2 separate regions of the Mus musculus genome follow, and region 1 is linked to region 2. The links are chromatin contacts, called in public promoter capture Hi-C maps. All regions are on one chromosome and are shown on one strand. Each heading gives the region's core, a stretch centred on a gene start, on an enhancer-like site or on the middle of the called end of the contact. The rest is flanking DNA. Distances are from core to core; before and after follow the strand shown.

What was found. Capture Hi-C pulls out chosen DNA fragments and counts their contacts.
Region 1: a promoter capture Hi-C map of liver shows a contact between it and region 2. The contact joins two enhancer-like sites. A contact is called at or near these places in 1 of 39 promoter capture datasets (neural stem cells), 4 of 484 Hi-C or Micro-C datasets (CD4 T cells, CD8 T cells, neutrophils and 1 more), 5 of 115 datasets of contacts at active chromatin or transcription factors (the 230-238 cell line, bone marrow-derived macrophages and embryonic stem cells) and 3 of 9 other capture datasets (adipose tissue, embryonic stem cells and liver).

What each region holds. Positions count from the first base shown.
Region 1 is chr8:105,338,603-105,344,545 of GRCm38.p6, reverse strand. It overlaps Fhod1 (formin homology 2 domain containing 1), which reads left to right. Exons shown (of 22, transcript NM_177699.4): 2 at 5,586-5,692. Among named protein-coding and RNA genes, the nearest start is that of Gm46049, 4.2 kb to the left of the region's middle. Within about 2 kb of position 3,670, at least 95 of the 459 cell types and tissues checked have an H3K27ac peak or open chromatin away from gene starts, as enhancers often do. A contact at or near this core is called in liver and neural stem cells, where this site is marked.
Region 2 is chr8:105,153,525-105,159,451 of GRCm38.p6, reverse strand. No RefSeq gene overlaps it. Among named protein-coding and RNA genes, the nearest start is that of Cbfb, 14 kb to the left of the region's middle. Within about 2 kb of position 3,906, at least 9 of the 459 cell types and tissues checked have an H3K27ac peak or open chromatin away from gene starts, as enhancers often do. A contact at or near this core is called in liver and neural stem cells, where this site is marked.

The DNA.
Region 1 (5,943 bases), core at 2,421-4,920, 190 kb before region 2:
TGAATGCTAGCTTTATAGGCATATGCCACCATGTCTCCCCCCCACTAAGGGTTAAGAGGCCTGTGGGGTTTATCTGTTGGTCAATGAGCTCTTCAGGCCCCTGCTGCAGGAGTCTTTGGAAGACTAGAAAATTGGAGCAGGAGCAAGGAGTGGCCGTTTCCCAGCCTGCCTGTAGTCTGCACGTTCCATCAGCCGGTCCTTCTAAACTAAAGGTGTTGGGCCATAGCCAGGTGAGAGAGCCCACAGCTTAGGTCCTGGAAGTGGTAGACATGTAATAGTAGATAGGTTTGTGTGTGTGTGTGTGTGTGTGTGTGTGTGTGTGTGTGTGTGTGAGAGAGAGAGAGAGAGAGAGTGTGTGTGTGTGTGCGCGTGTGTGTGTGTGTGTGTGTGTGTGTGTGTGTGTGAGAGAGAGAGAGAGAGAAAGAGAGAGAGAGAGAGAGAGTGTGTGTGTAACTGCACTTTGTGTTCTCTCACTAGAACTGGGAAGACCAGTTTGGGGTATTTGCAGAATCCAAGCAGTTTAGTAACGATATTGCAGGTCCTGGCCCTCTGTCCACTTCTCTGTCAGGGTTTTCTGGAACACATCCAAGACCCACGCACCTAAAATACGGGCCAGCTAACCCTGGTTTCATTTGGGGCTGTGTTTGCCTGCAGCAGTTAACTAACTTTTGTTTGGTTTTTATTTTTGAGACAGGATCTACCTGTGGAGGCCTAGGTGGCCTGGAACTCACAGGGACCCACCTGCTCCACTCCCTCTGCCCCCAGTGCTATTTTGTTCTTTTGAGATTGGGTCTCATCATATATCCCTGGCTGGCATGGAATTCAATATGCGTGTCATACATCAGGCTTGTGACGCTCCTCCTCTGGGTGCTGCAAGTTTAGGTGTGCACCACCAGACCTGACTGATTCACTGTATTTCTGAGCTGCTCACTTGTCAAACTCACAAACCTATAGGCAGCCTAGAGTGAGGCGTGGTGGCTTGCACCTACTACCCCAGCATTTGGATAGCTAAGTCAGGAAGCTTGCCCCGCATTTAAAGCCAGTATGGATTGCAGTAAGAGACTCCTCGATCCAGAAAGGAAGAGGGGAGGAAAGGGAACAGGAGAGGTGAAAGCAGAAAAGGAAAACTGGACATTGTAAGCCAGGCATGGTGGTATATATTATATACTATGCGTGTTATAGAGTGTGTGTATGGATGTATGTATAGGCTGTATGTCTGTGTGTATGTGTGTATATGTGTGTGTGTATAGGCTGTATGTCTGTGTGTGTGTGTATATATACACACAGTATGTCTCTGTGTGTGTGTGTATACATATATAGGCTGTATGTCTGTGTATATGTATAGGCGGTACGTGCATGTGTGTATATGTATGTATGTTTATGTATATGTGTATGTTTATGTATGTGTGTGTATATGGCCTATAACACCAAACCAACACTTGGGAGGTGGAGGCAGGAAGATCAGGACTCGGCCTCATCTATATAGCTCTAGACTAATCTGGACTATAGGTACCTTTTTACCTTTATTTTTTTTATCTTTTAAAAGGCAGTCTGTTATCTAGAACTGCAGAGGCGGATAACAAAGGCAGGTTTCTTTGCCTTAGGTACATCCTTGTCTGCTTATCTAGGTGATCACGGGGTAGCTAGAGACTCAGATAACAGGGAAGCTTGCTATTCAGAGCAAAGGGTCCTGTAGTCTGTGGTCCAATTACAAGAGTCCTTGAGCACGAATTCTACCCTCCTCTCTATCCCCCTTGTTCCCTGCCCTGTCTATTCTTTCTTAGTGATTACATTGTTAGCAAACACAGAAGGGGGCTAGTGTTATGGCCCTGGGCAAGGATGCCACGCCTGTACGGAGTACTGAGTAAGGGAGAGGTCTTCTCCTCTGTCCTCCATGAGCAGCTTGGCGTGCACACAGATACTCATACACACAGGAGTAAGAAAATAAATTTGTTTGTTTGTTTGTTTTTTAGAAATGTGTTTTGTTTTTGAGACAGAGTTTCTCTGTGTATAGCTCTGGCTGTCCTGGAACTTGCTCTGTAGACCAGGCTGGCTTCGAACTCAGAGACTGGCCTGCTGCCTTTGCTTCCCAAGTGAAGGGATTAAAGGCGTGCACCACCACTCCTGACAGTAAGCCATTTTTTATTAGATATTTTCTTTATTTACATTTCAAATGTTATGCCCTTTCCCAGTTTCCCCTCCAAAAAATCCCCTATCCTCTCCCCCTACCCCTGTTCCCCAACCCACCCACTTCCACTTCCTGGCCCAGGCGTTCCCCTATACTGGGGCATAGAACCTTCACAGGACTGAGGACCTCTCCTCCCATTGATGACCGACTAGGCCCTCCTCTGCTACATATGCAGCTAGAGACACGAGAGCCTCCGTGTGTTTTCTTTAATTGGTGCTTTAGTCCCAGGGAGCTCTGGGGGTACTGGTTAGTTCATATTGGTGTTTTAATTTTTTTTTTTTTAAGTAAGAAGTAGATAATAAAGTAAGGATTTTGCCCAGTGATCAAGTACTTGTCAACATGAAAAAGGCTGTTTGGTTCCCACCCCTGTAAAAAAATTTATTTATTTATTTATTTATTTATTTATTTATTTATTTATTAAAAACAGAGAAGCCAGGAATAGTGCTGCATGCTTTTAATCCCAGCACAGAGACAGAAGGATCTCTGAATTCAAGGCTAGCCTAGTCGATGACATGAGTTTCAGAACAGTGAGTGCTACATAGTGTGCCCTGTCTCAAAACACCAAACCAACCAACCAAAAACCCAAAAAAACAAAAAAACAGGCTTGAGCCGTTGCCTTTACTACTCCTGCAAAGGACCCCGGTCCACATGGGTTTTGGCTGCCAGGAAAGCCCAAGCTGGGGGACTAAGGAGATTCATGGCTGGTGGCCAAAGTGAAGGAAGCCTGGGAAAAATGAGGGAGGGAGTACCCGAAGATGGAGGCCAGCTGTGAGGAAGACAAGAGCCGGGGTTTGAGATAGAGGCCCATTATTGTGCCGGCCTAGAGCAATGTCATTGGAAACTAGGTCTTGCTCAAGCCCGGCCGACCCCCAGGGTGTGAGAAAAGAGTCCCAGAGGTTTGCCTCTCAGAATGTCGATCCCAGGAAGGGGCCAGAGGGTGTGAAGGATAAGCCCCATCTTGCTGGCAGGAAGTCTGTCCTTGCTCTGGGCCTGGGCCTGGCGCCCGACCTCCTATTTCCACTCAGGACAAATAGCTGAGAGCAGAAACTGACGTGATGGTACCAGGCTGCATGCTCTCTCTAGATCTTTCCCTATGATGGACCCTTGGTGGGATGGATGGGTGAAATGTTTGGAGAGCTTGCATCTGCATCCAGGACAAAAGCTTAAACCTGTTTAGCCGAGGATGCTGGAGTGGTGGCCCCTTAGCCTTCAGGGCTGGACCCTTGGCCCGGATCTCATCACGGAGGGAGAGGACCATTCCCAGTTTACTTAGGGTGGCGATGCATGTCCCATGGAGGAAGGAAGAACGGAATGGTGGGCCTAACATCTCCAGATGTGCTACTTTGGCCTGTGCTCAGCCATTCCTAGCCACACATCTGGGTATTCCAAGTTGTCAGGCACTTAAAGCAGTTTGATACCTCCTCTTAGAACTCATGGAAGTTGTGAGTCCACCTTTATTAATTAGTGAGTCTCTTCTGAGTCAAGGATGACTTGTCTCCCTGGCTGGGCTGGAAGGAAAAGTCAGCAGAGATGTTTCCTGCTGTGTCCTGCAGACCTAAAACCAGTTTCTGGTTCATGGTTGTTCTGTTGAATGAGCTAGTCTGTGTGTGATTTGGAGGCAATCCTTGGGAGAGGTATATTTAAAGTCCCCAGGTTCTGTAGTTTAACCAGTACCGGGGGCCTTGTAGCTGGGCTTCAATGGGGTGGGTTCGGGAGCAGGCTGATGAGTCTGTGTAGGAAGAGAGATTGGGAGGAATGTTGGCTGCTGTCAGTTGAGCTCGCACTGACAAGATTACCTAACCCGTGTACCTTGCTGCCTCCTCTCAGACCTGTTCCCCAGTAGACCCAGGAGATGACTCTGCTCCCCTGGAAGGAAAGAGAGGCCAAGCCTGCCCAAGGCGCCCAAGGAAGGGCAGGCAGCCAGGCAGGAAGTGGGACAAACAGGCTGGAGTGTTTGTCCTGTGTCCCATGTCCCAGGCAAGGGGGTGGGGTGGGGTGGGGTGGGGTGGGGGTGGGTGGGTCACCTAAGGGCCCCACAGGCTAAACTGTCAGGAAGGAGAAAGTTCAGGCTCTGAGCTAACCAGAGGCAGAAGAAGGGATAGAAGCTGCACTGGCCCCCAGCCCCTCCACCCAGGGACCAAGAAGAGCCGAAAGCCCTTGGGTGAGGTTCAAAGCTGGGCAGAGTTGAGCAAGTCATAGGAAAAATGATAGAGGTGACTTGCCTAGTAAGACAGCTACCAGAAGGTCCCCCTTTCTTCCCAGAGGCATTCTCACCCTGTGACACAGCACCTCAATAACAGTTACTCAGGATTGTGGGCGGGCACACAGATTTTGATTAGCTCTGCATATCAGCACTGTGCTAACGGGGGAAGTGTCAGGGAGAGAGGCACAAGGTTACCCCTGGAGGATCTGGAAGTTACCTCATTCAACCTTCTATAAACATTCTCTCTCTCTTTTTTTTAAGATTGATTTTTTTTGCTAGGAGGCAGAAGCAGGCAGACCTCTGTGAGTTCAAGGTCAGCCTGCTCCACAGAGCAAGTTTCATGACAACCGAGGATACAGAGAGAAACCTTCTCTTGATAGACAAGGAAACAAAAATAAAAAAATTCCTGTCAGGATTTTTATTTTATTTTGAATGAGTAGGAGTCTTGGCTTTCCTGTCTGACTGTGTACTACCTGTGGGCCTAGTGCCTGTGGAGGCCTGGAGCTGAAGTGACAGATTACTGTAAGCTGTCATGTGAGTGCTGGGACCTGAACCCAGATCCTCTGATAGAACAGCCAGTGCTCTTAATCACTGAGCCATCTCACTAGCACTTACAGTCATTTTTTTTTAAAGACCCAATATTGAGCCAGGATTACAGGGGTAAACAGGAGAAACAAACCAGGGATGGGGCTGGTGTCTTCTCATGTAGGGTCTGATGGCATCAGACTCAAAAATTAGCTTACCTGAAGTTTACCTAGAATGGTTGTAACTGTAGCTTACTTGGGGAAAGGACAAAAAGGGGACAAGAAGCTGCTGCGACCTGGAGGGAGTAGGGAGTCTGGATTGGCTCCTGACAGGAATTCCCAGCTGGCTCTGCACCTCCATAAACCGTTAACACTTTCTCTCTGAGCTTGAATACTTTTGCGGCTGAAGCTTATCACCCCTCCAGGCTGTGAACTTCCTTGAAGGCAGCCACTTCCCTCTCTCCTCCTCCATGGCCCTTCCTTATTTGTGGTTTGTTAATGCAAAAATAAAAAGCAAAAACCAACCAACCCCAACCCCCAAAATACCCTCCAGGGCTGTAGCTTGATGGTTTAACATGTGGGCTTGATTCCTAGTAGCACAGAAACAAAACAGACGGCAAAAATCTGAGCTGCAGCACCAGCCCTGATAGTTCTGTCCCTTTGTTTCCAGCTGGAGGACTGTGCATTGCAAGTGTCTCCCTCCGGATACTACCTGGACCCGGAGCTGTCCCTAGAAGAACAGCGGGAGATGCTGGAGGGTTTCTATGAAGAGATCAGGTCAGAGTTGAAAGGGTGAGGGAGGCCAGGGAACCCTTCCCATTTGAGGAGGTCTGGCCAGAGCCTTCAACCCCGGGCCCCACTGGGGCCCAGCTCAGGTATCAGCAGCTGAGATACTCTGTGTACAGCCTGGGCTGTAGGCCAGTGCAGAGAACAATGCCGGGGGCTGGTACCCACAATTATGTGGAAATGGGGGTACTCTCATACCTCAGTACCTGTGTTTATAAAAACTCTCCTGTTCGGCTAACCCT
Region 2 (5,927 bases), core at 2,657-5,156:
CCAGAATGATGTAGGCACAGTGAAGAGAGAAAGAACTGGAGACTCAAGGGTAGTGAAGAATAGCCTTACGTGAGTAGCTGGTGATGTCTCCCAGGACCATGGTGTGATCCTGGCCTGTGCTGCCACCAAGGGCCACATCTGGGTCCATGGCTGGCCTGGGCTGCTGCCGGAGGACATGTTGATGTCTGAGGCCTCACCCCTCACCTGCAGACTGTGGGAGATCTGGTCCTGGGGGTGGGGGTATATGAGAACAAGAGAGCTGACCCTGCTTCTATGAGCCGCAGTACTTGGGAAAGTAGGCCCCACAAACTGCTGGAGTTGCAGGTAAGCCAGATTCAAGGATACAAATGTGGGAGAGCTGGCCCCACCACTTGTCTGCCCTGTGATGACATGGGTGAGAGAGAGATGCCTCCACTTGCCCTTAGAGCAGGCAAGAGAGCTGGCCCTGAGTGAATGAGTGTCCGTACCCCTCACCTGTTACAGCACTTGGGAGAGCAGGGCCTGCACAGTGCCTGGGCAGCAGGGTAGAGCAGGGGAGCCCAAGAGCTGACCAGCTCAGACACCTCTCAGGCCCAGAGTTGATCCATCCCAACATCTACCCCGTGGATGAACTGCTGGTGTTCATAAAGGGGCCTGGTCCTACAGATCCAAAACTATAGGATTTCCATGACACACGGCAACAACAGGATATCTGAGAAGAGTTCCAGTGAGGACCAGTATTGATAGAGTAGCAGAAACCAGAGGCCTGGTACCACACCAACGAGTCATTGCAACGAACATTTGCAAACAAAGAAGTATGGAGAAAGGGTGCACTGTGGGACACGGTGGGACACACTACAGTTTCTACAACAAGATTTTTTCCTGGGGGGGGTGGAGGTTGCAAGGATAGAGGGTGGGTACAAGGAGAGGGGGAGATGAGTGGGATTGGGGTTCATGATGTGAAATTCACAAAAGAACCAATAAAACCTTTAAGAAAGGGGTGGTGGTGGTGATAGCAGGGTATGTGGTGCATGCCTTTCATCCCAGCACTTGGGAGGCAGAGGAGGCAGAGGAGGCAGGAGGATCTCTGTGAGTTTGAGTCCAGTGTGGTTTACATAATTTTACATGTATGGGTATTTTGCCTGCCTGCATGTCTGTGCAGTACCTGTGGGGGCCAGAAGAGGTTCTCAGGAACTGGAGGACTGAGAACTGAACCTGGCCCTCTGCAAGAGCAACACGTGTTCCTTCCTGAGCCATCTCTGGAGCCCTGGGAACTTTTAGAAGTTCCCTCTGACTCTGAAAAGTAACAGAAGGTCTAGCGAAAATCTTATAAAGTGACATCAGCAGGGACAAGCAGAGCAAACCTGGGGAGTTCGTGTTTGCCTGTAACACAGGGATGAGTCAGTGACCTCCCTCCTGTGTAGGCAAGCTAAGAACAGCGCAAGTGCTCAAACCAGACCGAGGTTCTGGAAGGTGCTGCTCGAGGCCCCTGCTGCTTTCACTGTCCCCTTCAAAAGGTCCTCCCGAGTTAAGTGACCTAGCTGACCAGAGATGAACCAGTGTGGGTGCTCCGGGCGAGGTGGTTACCAATGATTGTCTAATCAGAACTTTCTCTGCAGGCTGTAATTGATATGCGTTTATGTTGGAAGTCCTGCTGAACAAGAGATGAGGGCCACCATACATGCAAGGCCGCGGGATGAACACAATGAGAACAGCGCCTCCTGGAGGCGTGTACTGGAGTAGCACCTCTGTCACCCATACTTGAGGTTGGTGAGGAGGAATCAGAACCACCGATTCTCCATGGAGACAGCCTCCTGGCTTCTCACATTAGACCCACTCACTACACGTTTGGTTGTGGTACAGCTGCATCATCACTCCTCCTGATGTGCTTGTGATGTATTGGTCACATAAAACACAAGCGGGTCAGGGTTTTTCCTGACTGAGAGGATTGGAGAAGATCACAGGCTGCGGCTGGAAATCTGCCTCATTCGCTAAGAGTGCATCTTGCTCTATTGGAGGATCTAAGTTTGGTTCCCAGAATTCACATCACGCAACTCATGATCACCTGTGACTCTAGGATCCCAACATCCTCCTCTTCTATCCTACTCAGATTCTCATGCGTCTGCTTGTACACACACACACACACACACACACACACACACACACACACACAATTTTTAAGAATCAGAGTAGAGGCAACAGCTATGTTAAAACCCAGGATCCCCACCCTGCCCCTTTCTGAGCACCGTGGTTTGCTATGACTCGGGAGGGGCAAATTCGTGGTTTTGAAAGATCCAGCAACTGAGTTTTGGAGTCCTGGGCCTGATTGATGTCTTTGGGAGGCTATGGAGGCAGCACTAGCCTTTTCCCCCAGGCTGGCAGAGCTGCTCCTTGGGCAGGCGCCATGAATCAACCATAGGCACCTCTGCCATGTTGATAGATTTTCCTGCCACTAGTGTTAATTTCCTGAAAGCCCTTCTTTCCCACCTTCAGCCTCCCCATCAAAAAGAACAAGATCTGTAATGGTCTTAGGATCCAAAGAGCTGCAAGTGATAAGGCTTTGTAGCTGGAAGGAGCTTAGGCCAGAGTCTTTTTTTTTTTCTTCAAGATTTATTTACTTATTTTATGTATATGAGTACACTGTAGTTGTACAGATGCTTGGGAGCCTTCAAGTGGTTGTTGGGAATTGAAATTTTAGGACCTCTGCTTGTTCCAGTAAACCCTGCAGACAGCTTCAGATCTCATTATGGGTAGTTGTGAGACACCATATGGTTGCTGGGATTTGAACTCAGGACCTTCAGAAGTGATCTTACCCACTGAGCCGTCTCGCCAGCCCCTTAGGGCATAGTCTTGTTTCACCACTGGGGCTGTTTCTAGTGTACAGATGAGGAGAGGCAGGCTATGGGATGCAAGAGACCTACCTGAAGATGGAACCAAGGTCACGTCCAGACAAGAACACAGTGTTCCCAGATTATGCTTAGGAGCCATGGGGAATCCTGCTCTACATAGTCATCTAGACTTAGCCTTAGGGGTTTCTTTTTCAGGGCTCAAATAGACCCCCCCATATCTCCCTCCCAATGGCTCTCCAAACAAATCCCAAGTTCAAGCCCCCTTGACCACAAAGCTGGTGGTAAGAGAGTCCAGTCCAGTCTTGGTTAGCTTTCCCTGGGATAGCACGTGGCTCTGCCTGAACTCCCTCTTGGGGCTTTTTATGGGCCTAGTGAATATTGGATGAGGTCTCCAATCCAGGGGAAGATCATAAGAGTTTCTAGGCTAGACTGTCTAAGAAAACTCTGGCCACAGTGGCTCAGGGTTACTCTGCTTGTATGGAGGGCTGAGGTTGGTCAGAGCTGACCCCTTTTGCCCTTACCCATAACTCTTTAGGAAAATAGTGTATCTGGAAACCTTCTTCAACTTCTGTTTCCCTCGAACGTTCCCAAGTTCTAGTCATCTACTTTGTGAACGTGCTAGCTGTAAGAGATCAGTTTTGGCTCAAGACCCCAAAGACTATGTTCTCAGCACAAAGGAGACTTATTTGCTCCAGAGGAACAGAGGGCAGAGAATAAGAGACAAAGACAGGAGATACAGGAAGAGGGAGAAGGGGAAGAGAACAAGAGAGAGGGGGCAGGGCTATTTGACAAAGAACTGCCTCTGAATAGAGAGGAGACAGACTTGGCACACAGGAAAGTGGTGGATTACAAAGGTAAAAGAGGAAACCCTGTGTTAGAATGAGGTGTTTAATTTTAATTGGCCATGTTAATTAGGTGAGCCAAAAGGGACTTTTGATTGCTGGATTTCAATGCTTTGATAGCTGGACCTTGGTAGTTGGCCTCAAAAGAAAGAAGTAGCTAAATAAGGGAACAGACCTTGGGGGCTGGCTTTAGGAATGTAATCTAACAGTGTTTAGCAAGGCAGAGGGAATAAGGGAGAAGGGCAAGGTCTGCCAGAGCCATGTTTGCCAGGCTGGGCTGGCCAGACAGAGTCCCTTTGCCAGTTCCAGTCTATAAAGAATAAACTCACTGTCCAATTCTGTACCACAACCTCCTTGGGTCAGCTCTCTCCTATTCCAGTTCTTCTACATACTTATGCAACCTCCAAGATCTTTCTGGAAAGTAACTATGCCTAGGACGTGTTCCTGTTATGGTCGGTCCCCAGTGCTTCAGAGCAGGGTCTATGCTTCCTGCAAACTTACGGACCTGGTATGCCAGCTGAGCCACACTGCTGGAAATGAACAAGCCTGACTCAAGACCTCTGATCCTGCTGCCCCCCTCTGATCGACAGAGCTCCCCTCTTCTCTCGTGTCTGGTCTTTCTACCTTTTCTTACTAGTCCTTTTAAATGCTCCTTCTGAAAGCCCTTCTAGACTCCCCGGCCCCACCCAAGTTTGGTGTTTTCCTCTGTGGTCCCATAACCGTCCAGCCTACGCATTCTAGCATCCTCTACACCCAGACTCTGTTAGTGGCCATCCAGGCTAAGAGTCTGCTCACCTGCTGCTACCTTCTTAGCGCCTAGGCACTATTCTCTGCCAGGTTGGGTTGTTCTTATTCTCTATCAGTCTACCTATGTGCCTGTGTGTTTACCAACCTCAGTCTCTTTCCTTTGATGAAAGGAAACTCAATGACTTTCTTGGCCAGTCATTCCGTTGTCCTTTTATCTGCCTCTGTTTTTTTCCCTCATTTCCCACCCTTTAATTTGCTCTTGCTCTATGAAGTACCCTAGGCAGTCTCATTGCCACCATGTGTCTTCATTAATCCATCTCCATTGCCAGTCAGTTTCCCAGAGGCATGGATTCCTTTTGACACAGTTAATGGCACTGGCACACAGAAAGAGGTGCCCCAACTCTTTAAGTGATCCTCTCTTCCCCAACAGTCCGGACCCGCCCGGCTTGAGAGAGATCACTTGCGGAAAGAGCAAGGCAGGCACTCACTCCTTCCCTGACTGAGGCCAATCTGAGAGGAGTGTGGGCATAGAAAAGACCACTGCGGCCAGGCCTCAGCCCCTCCTGCCCAGGCCCTTGTAGAACCTATAGGGAAAGAGAAGTGCTGCCCAGCATTCTCTCCAGCTAACCCACCTTTCCTCCTGAATCCTTTCCCACTCTTTCTTTGAGGACTTTCAGCTCCTACCATTGTATGTCCTAGGCATTGGCTCCATCATTATAGGGCTCCAGTGTGTCCAACAGCAGTTGCAAAGGTCATGTTAGAAGGACCCTGATGTGTTTGGCGCTCCATACCAGCCGCCACTGCTCCTTTTCCCAGCTCCTCTTTACCTGGTGCTTCCTTGCATCTCAGGGCTTTTTACTAGGTTAGGGTCTAAGCTAAAACTCCTGGAACCTGCAGACCCCTGGAGGCAAAGTCTGATCCCAAATTCCAATATATATAATTTAATATATGCTTTAAAATACATATGAATATATTCAAATATATATTTATACAATATACAATGTATAAAATATATATTTTAAGATAATATATTAATACTTTACATATGTTATATAATATAATGTATATAAATACATACAAATATATTTAATTTTTATTTTTTAAAGATTTAATTTATTTATTATATGTAAGTGCACTGTAGCTGTCTTCAGACACACCAGAAGAGGGCATCAGATCTCATTACAGACGGTTGTGAGCCACTATGTGGCTGCTGGGATTTGAACTCAGGACCTTCGGGACAGCAGTCAGTGCTCTTAACTGCTGGGCCATTCTTTAGCCCTATTATATATATGTGATATATATATATATATACACCACACACACACAAATGTATATATACGTATACGTATATATATTCAGGGCAAAGGACCTAGGGAAGGAAGTCTATACATTCATTTAGTAGTGTTGAAGACCTTGATTGAGCTCCTTTCTGCCTTCTTTACTGCAGGAAGAGCAAGAACAAGAACGTACTGTGGGTTTTCAAAGCCTGGTTCTGCCATGGTCACCATCA